Linked DNA regions of Mus musculus: all the other regions are linked to region 1. A link is a contact called in public promoter capture Hi-C data. All regions are on one chromosome and are shown on one strand. The core of a region is the stretch at or near the end of the contact, and the rest is flanking DNA. Distances in the headings are between cores, read along the strand shown. Region 1 holds the start of 1700028E10Rik (RIKEN cDNA 1700028E10 gene). Region 2 overlaps Gm52797 (a long non-coding RNA gene). Region 3 has its middle 25 kb from the start of Gm52797.

What was found. Promoter capture Hi-C pulls out the DNA fragments that hold promoters and counts their contacts.
Region 2: a promoter capture Hi-C map of pre-B cells shows a contact between it and region 1, with 11 times the contacts expected there. The contact joins the enhancer-like site here to the promoter of 1700028E10Rik in region 1. A contact is called at or near these places in 3 of 39 promoter capture datasets (cranial neural crest, pre-B cells and second pharyngeal arch cranial neural crest), 1 of 15 datasets of contacts at CTCF or cohesin (large pre-B cells), 4 of 484 Hi-C or Micro-C datasets (B cells, CD4 T cells, CD8 T cells and 1 more) and 2 of 115 datasets of contacts at active chromatin or transcription factors (astrocytes and large pre-B cells).
Region 3: a promoter capture Hi-C map of pre-B cells shows a contact between it and region 1, with 10 times the contacts expected there. The contact joins the enhancer-like site here to the promoter of 1700028E10Rik in region 1. A contact is called at or near these places in 1 of 39 promoter capture datasets (pre-B cells), 1 of 15 datasets of contacts at CTCF or cohesin (large pre-B cells), 3 of 484 Hi-C or Micro-C datasets (B cells, palatal mesenchyme and uterus) and 2 of 115 datasets of contacts at active chromatin or transcription factors (T-cell acute lymphoblastic leukemia and large pre-B cells).

Annotation. Positions count from the first base shown.
Region 1 is chr5:151,367,026-151,370,069 of GRCm38.p6, forward strand. 1700028E10Rik (RIKEN cDNA 1700028E10 gene) reads left to right here and starts at 1,650. Exons shown (of 4, transcript NR_045700.1): 1 at 1,650-1,831. It also overlaps a transcript of Stard13 not described here.
Region 2 is chr5:150,114,437-150,117,480 of GRCm38.p6, forward strand. The region is part of intron 2 of Gm52797 (a long non-coding RNA gene); the gene reads right to left. Among named protein-coding and RNA genes, the nearest start is that of Gm52797, 15 kb to the right of the region's middle. Within about 2 kb of position 1,420, at least 40 of the 459 cell types and tissues checked have an H3K27ac peak or open chromatin away from gene starts, as enhancers often do. A contact at or near this core is called in B cells, CD8 T cells and pre-B cells, where this site is marked.
Region 3 is chr5:150,154,683-150,157,726 of GRCm38.p6, forward strand. It overlaps a transcript of Fry not described here. Among named protein-coding and RNA genes, the nearest start is that of Gm52797, 25 kb to the left of the region's middle. Within about 2 kb of position 1,584, at least 57 of the 459 cell types and tissues checked have an H3K27ac peak or open chromatin away from gene starts, as enhancers often do. A contact at or near this core is called in B cells and pre-B cells, where this site is marked.

The sequences.
Region 1 (3,044 bases), core at 400-2,899:
TACAGAGTCAAAGCAGAAAAGAGTGCTCATCTTAAAGGGAATAAAAGATAGTCTATTTAGGATCCATTTTTAGTGACCATGGCCCAGGAACACAAATTTTATGCTCCTACATGGAAGCAGTTTTAGTTTTACAGAACAGAGAAAATAATGAATCGAGACATGTAAAACACATCTGTGGGAATACCATAAAGGCAATTCAGGAAGATGGGGCAGGTTTTCTTACAGGTCTCATCTGATGACTTTCTTGTTTTTTAGGTTGGTAGAAGCTAGTATCAGCCAACAGATTTCATTCTTTTTAAAAATCTCTCATGGGATTTTAGTTCTGACACAAAGCTGACTAAGGAATGGCAGTTGGAGTACATAGGAGACTAAAACTAGACTAAGATAAGGTAGTTAAACTCTGGACCTGCAACATTCCAATTTTGCTACAGCACTAAAATTCTAATCAGTCTCTGCCACACCCGGCCCCCCACCCCCAGGAGTTTTCATTCACAACAGGTTCAAGCAAGGGGGAAAAAAAAAAAAACAGTACAAACTAGGGGTTAGAGATTACAAAGTTCCATTCCTAACCAAAAGGCATGTACAACTGATAACTGATAATACTGGGAAAGGTAAAATCAATTTTCCCCTATGGAGTATCAACCACACTTCTGGGAAGGCCCCATGCCCAGAAGTAACTGGCCAACACAAAATTGTGTGTTTGTGAGTGTGTGTGCGAGCGTGCATGTTTTGTTACTTTTTTATGTTTGACTTTATTTAAATCTTTGACAGCAAGGACCTCTGAAATTCCTAAAAGCATCTACCAAAAGCTGAAGACATTCCTGGGAAACTCGGGAGCTTTGGGAAACTGTCTTTCAGCCGAAAGTGTTATGTATATTTAAAGGTGGACACTAATACTTTCTGCAATACAAGTTCATAGTCCTCACGATACAACTAAAATAAAAACAAAGCCCATGTACCAGGGTAAAGTACTGTCCAGCTACTTAAAAATGGGTTTGGATCAGACACAGCCAACGTGGGAAAGGGGCGGAGTTTTCCCCTGGCAGCGTTCAAACCCTCAACAAACGGTTCTGTGCAAAGCCACACCGCAGAATGCAGAGTGCCAATATCCTGACAAAAATAAAGGGTAAAGCTCAAATTAAGCGCTTTAAAAGTCCGTAATATAAGCCTTTCCAAATCCTTAGATGCCATTAGCTGTCACGGGTAGCCTCGAGTGGGTAACGATGCAAGGACTGACACTGGCTGGGAATCAATGGCGAGAAAGCAGCTCGAGACTACCTTGTACATCGCTAACGTTCCAGAGATTTCCAGAAACTGAATTTACAGCCAGAAACCAACTCCTGTGAGAGGGAAGCAACAAAACAGACAAAAACCTGCTAAGACACCAGTTTAATGTCCGCCCGGCGAGGCCTGCAAGCGATCAAAGATGGAGAAATCAGCACATGCCTCCCGCAACAACGCCCTCCTAGTACGCAAGCGCTCGCGCGCCCGCGCGGAGGCCCCGCCCCTCGCGTGCACGCCCAGACCAGGCGCGCGCAGCGGAAGTTACCGCCTCCAAGGCCCCTCCTGGCTCTTCCGCCACGAGGCCCCGCGTTCGCAGTCCGGTTCCGGTTGTAGCTCCGCCCCCGCGCGGGAACACGCTAGAAGGCTGGATATCCGGGCCAGGAGGCTCGCGGAGCCCTCACTTCCGGTGGTGTCTCAGCCCAGCTCCCTTGAGGCGCAGGTTCTGGCTCTCGGTGCGGTAGCGCCATCTGGCGCCGAGTGTTCCCCGGACTGCGGAGGGGCGCGCTTCCTCCCTTCAGAACATTCCAGAGACACCGCGGCGGCCGGGGTAGGCTTTATGCGCTCCGCCAGAAGGGCGGGACCCAAGACTCCTCCTCCACCGAGTTCCCGCGCGGGAAGGGTTTTGCGGTTACCCTGAGCGGAAATGGTTGGAGTCTGGAGCGGGAACGGACCTCACGCGGGAGGAAACCGGCCTTTTCCCGTCTTTTCAAGTCCTGGCGACACAGTTCCTGCCCCACTGGCTCTCCTTTTTTGTTTCCTCCTTTCTGGGCACTGTGCTTCGGTTCTTCACTCGGCGTGGACCGAGGTCCTCCATGTCCCGCTTTGCAGAGAGGAGGCTTTACTTTGTAGCCTTTCGTTAGCCTGTGTTGGAGAAAAGCTTTTGCTCCATTACGTCTGTTAAGCTGGGGTGTTGCGAAAACGAGCAGTATCGGGGATTAAACATTAGAAGAATGATAATAGGTTTTTAAAACAAGACAGTCTCACCAGGTTCATCTCAGAACTGTGAAATTAACGCTGTGGCTGTTATGCCGTATTTCCTTTAGATAAGGGAAAACGAGTTTCCACCAGAGCTAGAAAGTGAACATAACTTTCCTCTTAAAAGAATTCATGTTTAAAAAAGTCCAGATGTAATACACTTGGAGCACTGTTAGCTATTGTGAGTTATTGTGTATCAAGATGCACAGTGCGAGCCAGTGAGATGTCCCTTAGAAGTCAGAGATCTGCGGTCACTTGTCTCTGGACCTTTCTCCCCCACTACAGCAGTATTTTCCCTACCTGTGCATGCATTTGAGTTCAGAAGGCTTTTAAGAGGCCAGTTCACTAGAGTTTAGAACTGGGAGAGGTGATATGGAAGGAGAGCTAGGTGACTAAGGCCCACAGTTGGAATAGTTTAAAGAGTTCAGGAGAGCTCTTCGCTGTTATTGCTGTTTTGACACATTAACCCGACAGATTAGTAGCCTTTCTAGCAGGTGCCAAGGGAGCAAACTAAGCGCTAAAACCATAAAGTTTGTACAGTCACACATTCGGGAAGCAAGTTCATATAATATACTCTGTTGTAGAGGGTGCTGTAACACCAGGTATACAAAATTTCTCAATTATGTCATCTCTGTTCTTCAGAGTTTCTTGAAAATAGTAACTCAAAAAATCACTTCAACAGACATTTAAATTTTTACACCCAGGAAGGTAACATTTTAAAAATCCCTTTCCTTTTGTAACTTCTTTATAGTTTCTTCTTTTCACTAAGTCATTGCCCTTTACCC
Region 2 (3,044 bases), core at 170-2,669, 1.3 Mb before region 1:
GGCCAGTCTGATGGAGGTGATTCCTCAGTTGTGACCCTTTCTTCCCAAATATTTGTCAGTTTGACAAAAACTGACATACATTAGTCATGTAAGTAAGCAGAAGGAGCGGATACAAACGATAGCTAAAATTCTTTTTTGAGAGATATTTAGATACAACAAGAAACACCTTCAAACCATTCATCTGAAAGATGGCATCGCGTTAACCTTTATCAATACACATTTATGGGTGTCGTTTCTCATCCTCTGGTCTAGTGGTTCTCAACCTTCCTAATGCTGCGACCCTTTAATACAGTCCCTTGTGACATGGTGGCCCCAACCATAAAACTATTTCACTACTATTTTAGAACTGTACATTTGCTGCTGCTATGAATCATAAGGTAAACACCTGATAGACAACGCCCCGTGGGGGTTGCGACCCACAGGTTGAGAACCACTGATCTAAGGTAGCCAGAACTACAGCCATCTGTTTGGGTGAGTTAGCTACCCCAAAGTTTTCCACAAGAAAGGCAAGGGCTGTGATCCTAGCCTATGTTTTTGGCTGCGTTCCCAGTTAAATGTCACAACAGTAGCTGCCTTTGGGATATCTCTTCTTTTTGTTCACAGAAGAGGCTCTTTATTGGAGAGTCTGAGTAATTATACACTATGCTTCTTTCCCTCCACATAATATGAAAATTGTTAATTTTCCTTTTTCTCTATGGTAACTGCTGGGGTATTTCAAGCCCCTGCCTGTTCTCTCTTAAGTCTGTATCCAGTTTCCCAAGGGGCAAATCTGGAAATATTGAAAAAGCAGAGATAAGCAGTTTAGGTTGACAGAAGCGTGTGTTTCAGGCACGATCCCTCTTCGACTCTGCCCTTCCCTGAGGCCCGTGTGCATCTTTACACACTGGGACTTTTCTGGTGCCCTTTTTTCAGCATGGACCATTCTTCTCGGTTTCTCAGCCTTTTGTACTCCTCCATGTTTCTCTGTCAGCTCTGCATGCCCCTACATCAGGGTGCTCTCCGAGTGATCCTGACAGAACCACGTGTTCCTGTTTCAGCTAGGAGAGAGTCGTCTACCACTCACTGTGTACAGAGAGTGTGTGCTGTTGCTGGTATTTTTAATTTTAAAACTTCACAGGTTCAGCTTTACACACCTGAACACACGCTTTTCCATCAGATCACCCCTATGTCTTGGTGAGTTTCCTGTCTGCAAGGTGGACTGGTTTCCCTAGAGCGATAAGGAAGCCCGGCTAGAGGGCTGAGGGTGCCAGGAGGCAAACGGCGTGTCAGGAAGCAAGTGGTTTGGTTACTCTGTAGGTTCTGTTGTTATTGGCTTTTCATCTACAGACACAAATCCCATGAGCAGAGCAAGGGGCAACAGATGCTTGTGCCCATAACTCTGGGCTATGACCTTGGATTGGGGGCGGGGAGGACGGGGAGGGACCAGGCTGCTGGAGAGGGCTGCACAGCGTGGCTGTGGGGCAGAGCTGACAGCTGACAGCCAGCTGAGCCAACCCAGCAGCACACTTTCTGGTTCCCACAGGCTACCATGTGGGGCTCAGTTAGGTCAGTGTTCTTGCTAACTTTCCTCCCATGAGACAGAAAACTGTAGTTAGTGCTCTTGGTTCAAGGAATGAAACTATGTATCATTTACAGATCGACGGGGCTGGCTCTGATACAGTTCAAAGTAGCGTGTATAGTTTTATTGTCTCATTTCTTCCATCCCATAACTCCCTGGGGTGAGACAGCATCTGCTCCTGAAAGAGAAATTACTGCAGCTTCCCCCTTGTTTTTCCTGGGCTTTGGACTCTGGGGAGATTAATACACCTCCATTCTTTTGGAATCCCAGATTTTTGCACAGAAACTTAGCTACAGACCATTGTAAAGCTGTTGTGTTAGATGTAAGATTCTTGTGAAAGGAATTCTCGTGTGTGTGTGTGTGTGTGTGTGTGTGTGTGTGTGTATGCCTAAGAAGAGGTATTGAAACGTAGTTTGGGGGTGTGGCTCACTGTAGAGTGCTTGCCTAATATCTATGATGCCCGAAAAAGAAAGTAAACAAGAACAAATTTCAAGGCATTTCAAAAGTCTTTAAAGATAGTAAATTATCAAGTGGGAATTTAATCTCATAGATCAAAGATCACACATTTATATATCAAAATTTTCTCTCTCAAATATTTAGATTACTTGTGGCTAACACATTAACATTGTGACTTCTTAGACCAAGACTCCATTAGATTTCAGGCATTTAGACTTAGTATTCAGTCCACAGCTTGTTAAGGCACGGAGAGTGTTGATGTAATTCTCTCGTGTCTTTGCAGTTGTCCCAAAGCACGGGAGCAGGCATGCGATATGGGCCAATTAGTTTCTAAATTTCTTAATGCATGTCAGCACTGTAGTCTGTCAGTGTGGAGAAACGGACTTCCTGTCTTATGATATAACTGAATTGGCCGCTCACCCTAACCCCCAGAGGTGATGGAATGACAAGCAGAGGCAGACAAATGAGATTATCAAAACATGGCACAGGGCCTGCTTTTAAAGGGGGGGTGAGTGGAAGCAATGGGAGTTGATGTGGGCACGCACCTTATTTCCTGCCTGAATGTCTGTGAACCACATGCATGCAATGCCTGAAGGGGCCAGAAGAGGGCGCCATATCCCCTGGACCTGGAGTCACAGATGGTTGTGAGTAGCCACGTGGGTGCTGGGAACTGAACCCAGGTCATTACACTGAACGCTTCCTCAGCTCGAGTGCATTACTCAGCTGAGGAAGCTTCACGACTCTATAGGATGACAAACTGGAGAACAGGGACACGTGGTCAGGAGACACAGGCCTCCAGCCCCAGCACGCAGAAGTTAAGGCCTTGAGATCTGTCCACTCTGCTCCAATTCAGAATCCTAAGCCAATATTCCATGAGGTTTGGAACCCAGGTTGGCGAGTGCTTCCTTTGATCTGATATAGGTGATGAAATAGATTTAAATGAGGCCTATTACCAACATCACATACTGTACAGGGCCAGGGCAACCGAGAAGGAATGGCAAATGTACTCCTTCATATGCTACCTGTATTG
Region 3 (3,044 bases), core at 334-2,833, 1.2 Mb before region 1:
ATGGCCATCTGATGCTGCCCACATGGTCTGGAAGAGGATCTAGAAGCCACTTTAAATTCTGAGGGCAACATCCCTTAAGTGCATAGTCCCTGGGAATGGAGGAACTTCCTCTGGTCCAGCCTCCTGCCTGTATCCGGGCACCCCACTTATCAGGCCCCTCTGCCCCGTCTTCCATCTGGTCTTGGTCAACTTTTGTTGTCTCCCAAAAAGACTTCCTGCTTTCAAAAAGGCTATTGGGTACAGTTTTAAGCCCATTACACTCAGGCTGGGTCATTATGTTCCAAATGTCAGCACATGAGGGACATGAGATAGTATCCCTCCTCTCCCCTATGTAGCCTGTGCCTAGGTTTGGGTCAGTCCAATTGTGCAGACTGAGAAACTTGTAAGTGAGGGGAGGAATCTCACTCTGTCCTCTGAGTTTCTCCCAAGTCACGTAACTGTTTATGTTTGGTAAATTGTTTGTCACTGAAGATACATTGCTCATAAGTAAATATTTGGAGAAAAATGCCTTCTCACTTTCCATACAGAAGTAATTTATAGAGAAAAGGTGAAGAGATATAATCTGTAATTTGGCTAGTACAGTTAATCCCATACAGAGAGACCATGATGTGACCGACCATAGCGTCACCCGTTTGTATGGCGACACAGAGTTAGAGCCTCGTCATCACTTTTAATGAAAGGTGGAATGGAGCAGAAAAGAAGAGGAAAACATGTGTGCTTTATGCTTCCAAAACTAAGTGTAGCTTCGTGAAGCTGTGTGCTTGCTCTCTCTGTGTGTGCGCATGCGTGTGTTCACTTACGCATGATCATTTGTGCGCATCCCACAGGTACTGGGGCTTTGTGTCTAAACCACAGCTCACCCTGAGCCTCAATCGAGCAAAGGCTGAGAGCTGCCTCTCAGGGGCCCCTCGGCCTCGGACCAGCAACCTCTGTAACTACTTCCTCTGGCCACTTTGGATACCACTTCCCTTTCTCCAGCTGAACTTTCAAACCATTTTTCCCCCTTCAGAGCCAAGTCATGCATTCCTGACTGGTTGTGCCATCTTGTTGAGCTCTTGTTTTTGGAGGGGAGTTTTCAGAAATAGTGATAGGCAAACACTAGATAAATGACATTCCTGGTTTCCACTTGCATGCAAATGGTGCCTTGCTGCTATTTTTAAGTGTTGCTCAATTTAATGTGGTATTCTGCTGCCCGCTTGCATGCCTGTAACCGTGTATAAGGTATGGAACCCTGACTGAGTGTATGCCTGTAATTACGTGTAAGGCAGGCTGGTGCTGTGGTATAGAACTCTGATGAAGATTTGCAAATATCTGTCTGCCTTTGTGTTACTTTAGATAGGCCAATAACAGTAATGCTGGGTAATGTTGCAGAATTGCTGTCCTCACTACTACATTTCTCTTTCAGAGCTGTGCTAGTTCGATGAGAAATGTCACCAGTAAACGTGGGTATTTAAACACTTGGTCCACAGTCCCTGGTTCTGTTTAGGAAGCTTATGAAACCTTTAAGGGGTGTAGCCTTGCTGGAGGAAGTATGTCACTGGGGGTGGGCTTTGAAGGTGTATAACCCCGCCCACTTCCAATTTCCCCTCTTTGCTTCCTGAGCAAAGATGCTGTCTGCTAGCTTCCTATTTCTGCCACCTTACCACGCTATCCCCATCATTATTCTCTCCTTCTCCCTCCCGCTCCCCCTCTTCACCCCCCTTCCTCCCTCCGTTTCTGGAACTGTAAGCCAACATCCACTCTTGTTCCATAAGTTTTGTTTGGTTATGGTGTAGCTAATACAGGAGCCCATTGGGAACGTGCAGTTCAGTGGTGTCTGTGAACAAACGCCCTGAATGTGTGTAAGACTGGCAGACAGCTAAATGCCTATTGCGCGTCAGACACTGAAGCACACACACTGAGCTGTTGGCGCTGTGTGGAAATGAAAGGCTGCGATGCCAGTCCTCGTAGATGCCAGCCCTCAGTTTCGCGCCTGGCTGTTAAGTTACTATCAGACATAACAACTCCTTTCCTTAAGACAGACTCAGAGTTGAAAGGAGGTGAAATGAAAGGAACGAAACAGAGCCAGCTTTCCAGCCCTTATCAGACTTAAATATTAATAGATACTTGGCATAAGGCAGCGAACCTCGTTTCCTGATCCTTCGCGGTAGGGGCAGGCTTCGGGCTGGGTGTATGTTGCTAATTCTCCATTTGATGGCATTTGTTGGTCATCATGTTTCCCTGTCCTGACGAGAGGGTGACAGATCGGTATACAGCAAAAGGTATCAGCAGGTGAGGATGGGTCTGCCTTGACCTGGATTTCTTGCCAAGTCTCCTGATCTACATAAAATATAAAAGTAAGAGAACATACTTTTAAGGATGTGTTGCGTACTGTTGCTTATTGAATTAAACAAAGGGCAACTCATAACTGCCTGGAACGCTGACTCCAGATCTAGGGGATCCAACACCTTGTGGCTTCAGCAGGTACCAGTACTCATATGCGCCCTCTCCCTCTACCCCTCCTTCTCCCCTCCCCCTCTCCTTCCCTCCCTCTCTCCCTACTTCCCTCCCCCTTATTCCCTTTCCTTCCTTCCCTCTCCCTTATACAGACACACACAAACACATGTACAAACATGCACTAACATATATACAAACACACATACACTCATACATACAAACATACACGCACTCACAAACACATAAACCCATGCACACAGATGTACACACACTCATGCAGAGACACACATGCACTCACACACACAGACATACATGCACTCACATACATACACACATACTGATGCACAGACACATGTACACACACGTGCACACATACACAGACACATATGCACTCACACACACATGCACTCACATGCACAGACACACATGCGTACGCACACACACACAGCGTGCACACACACACACTCGCATACACATACCCACTCACCGATAGTCATATACGCAGACACAATTTTAAAAATGAAATTTTCGAGGCTTAAAAAAAAAAGAATAATTTATCTAAAAGTAAAGACTGGCATGATAGGTTCTCCTATCAAAGTGCCATCAGA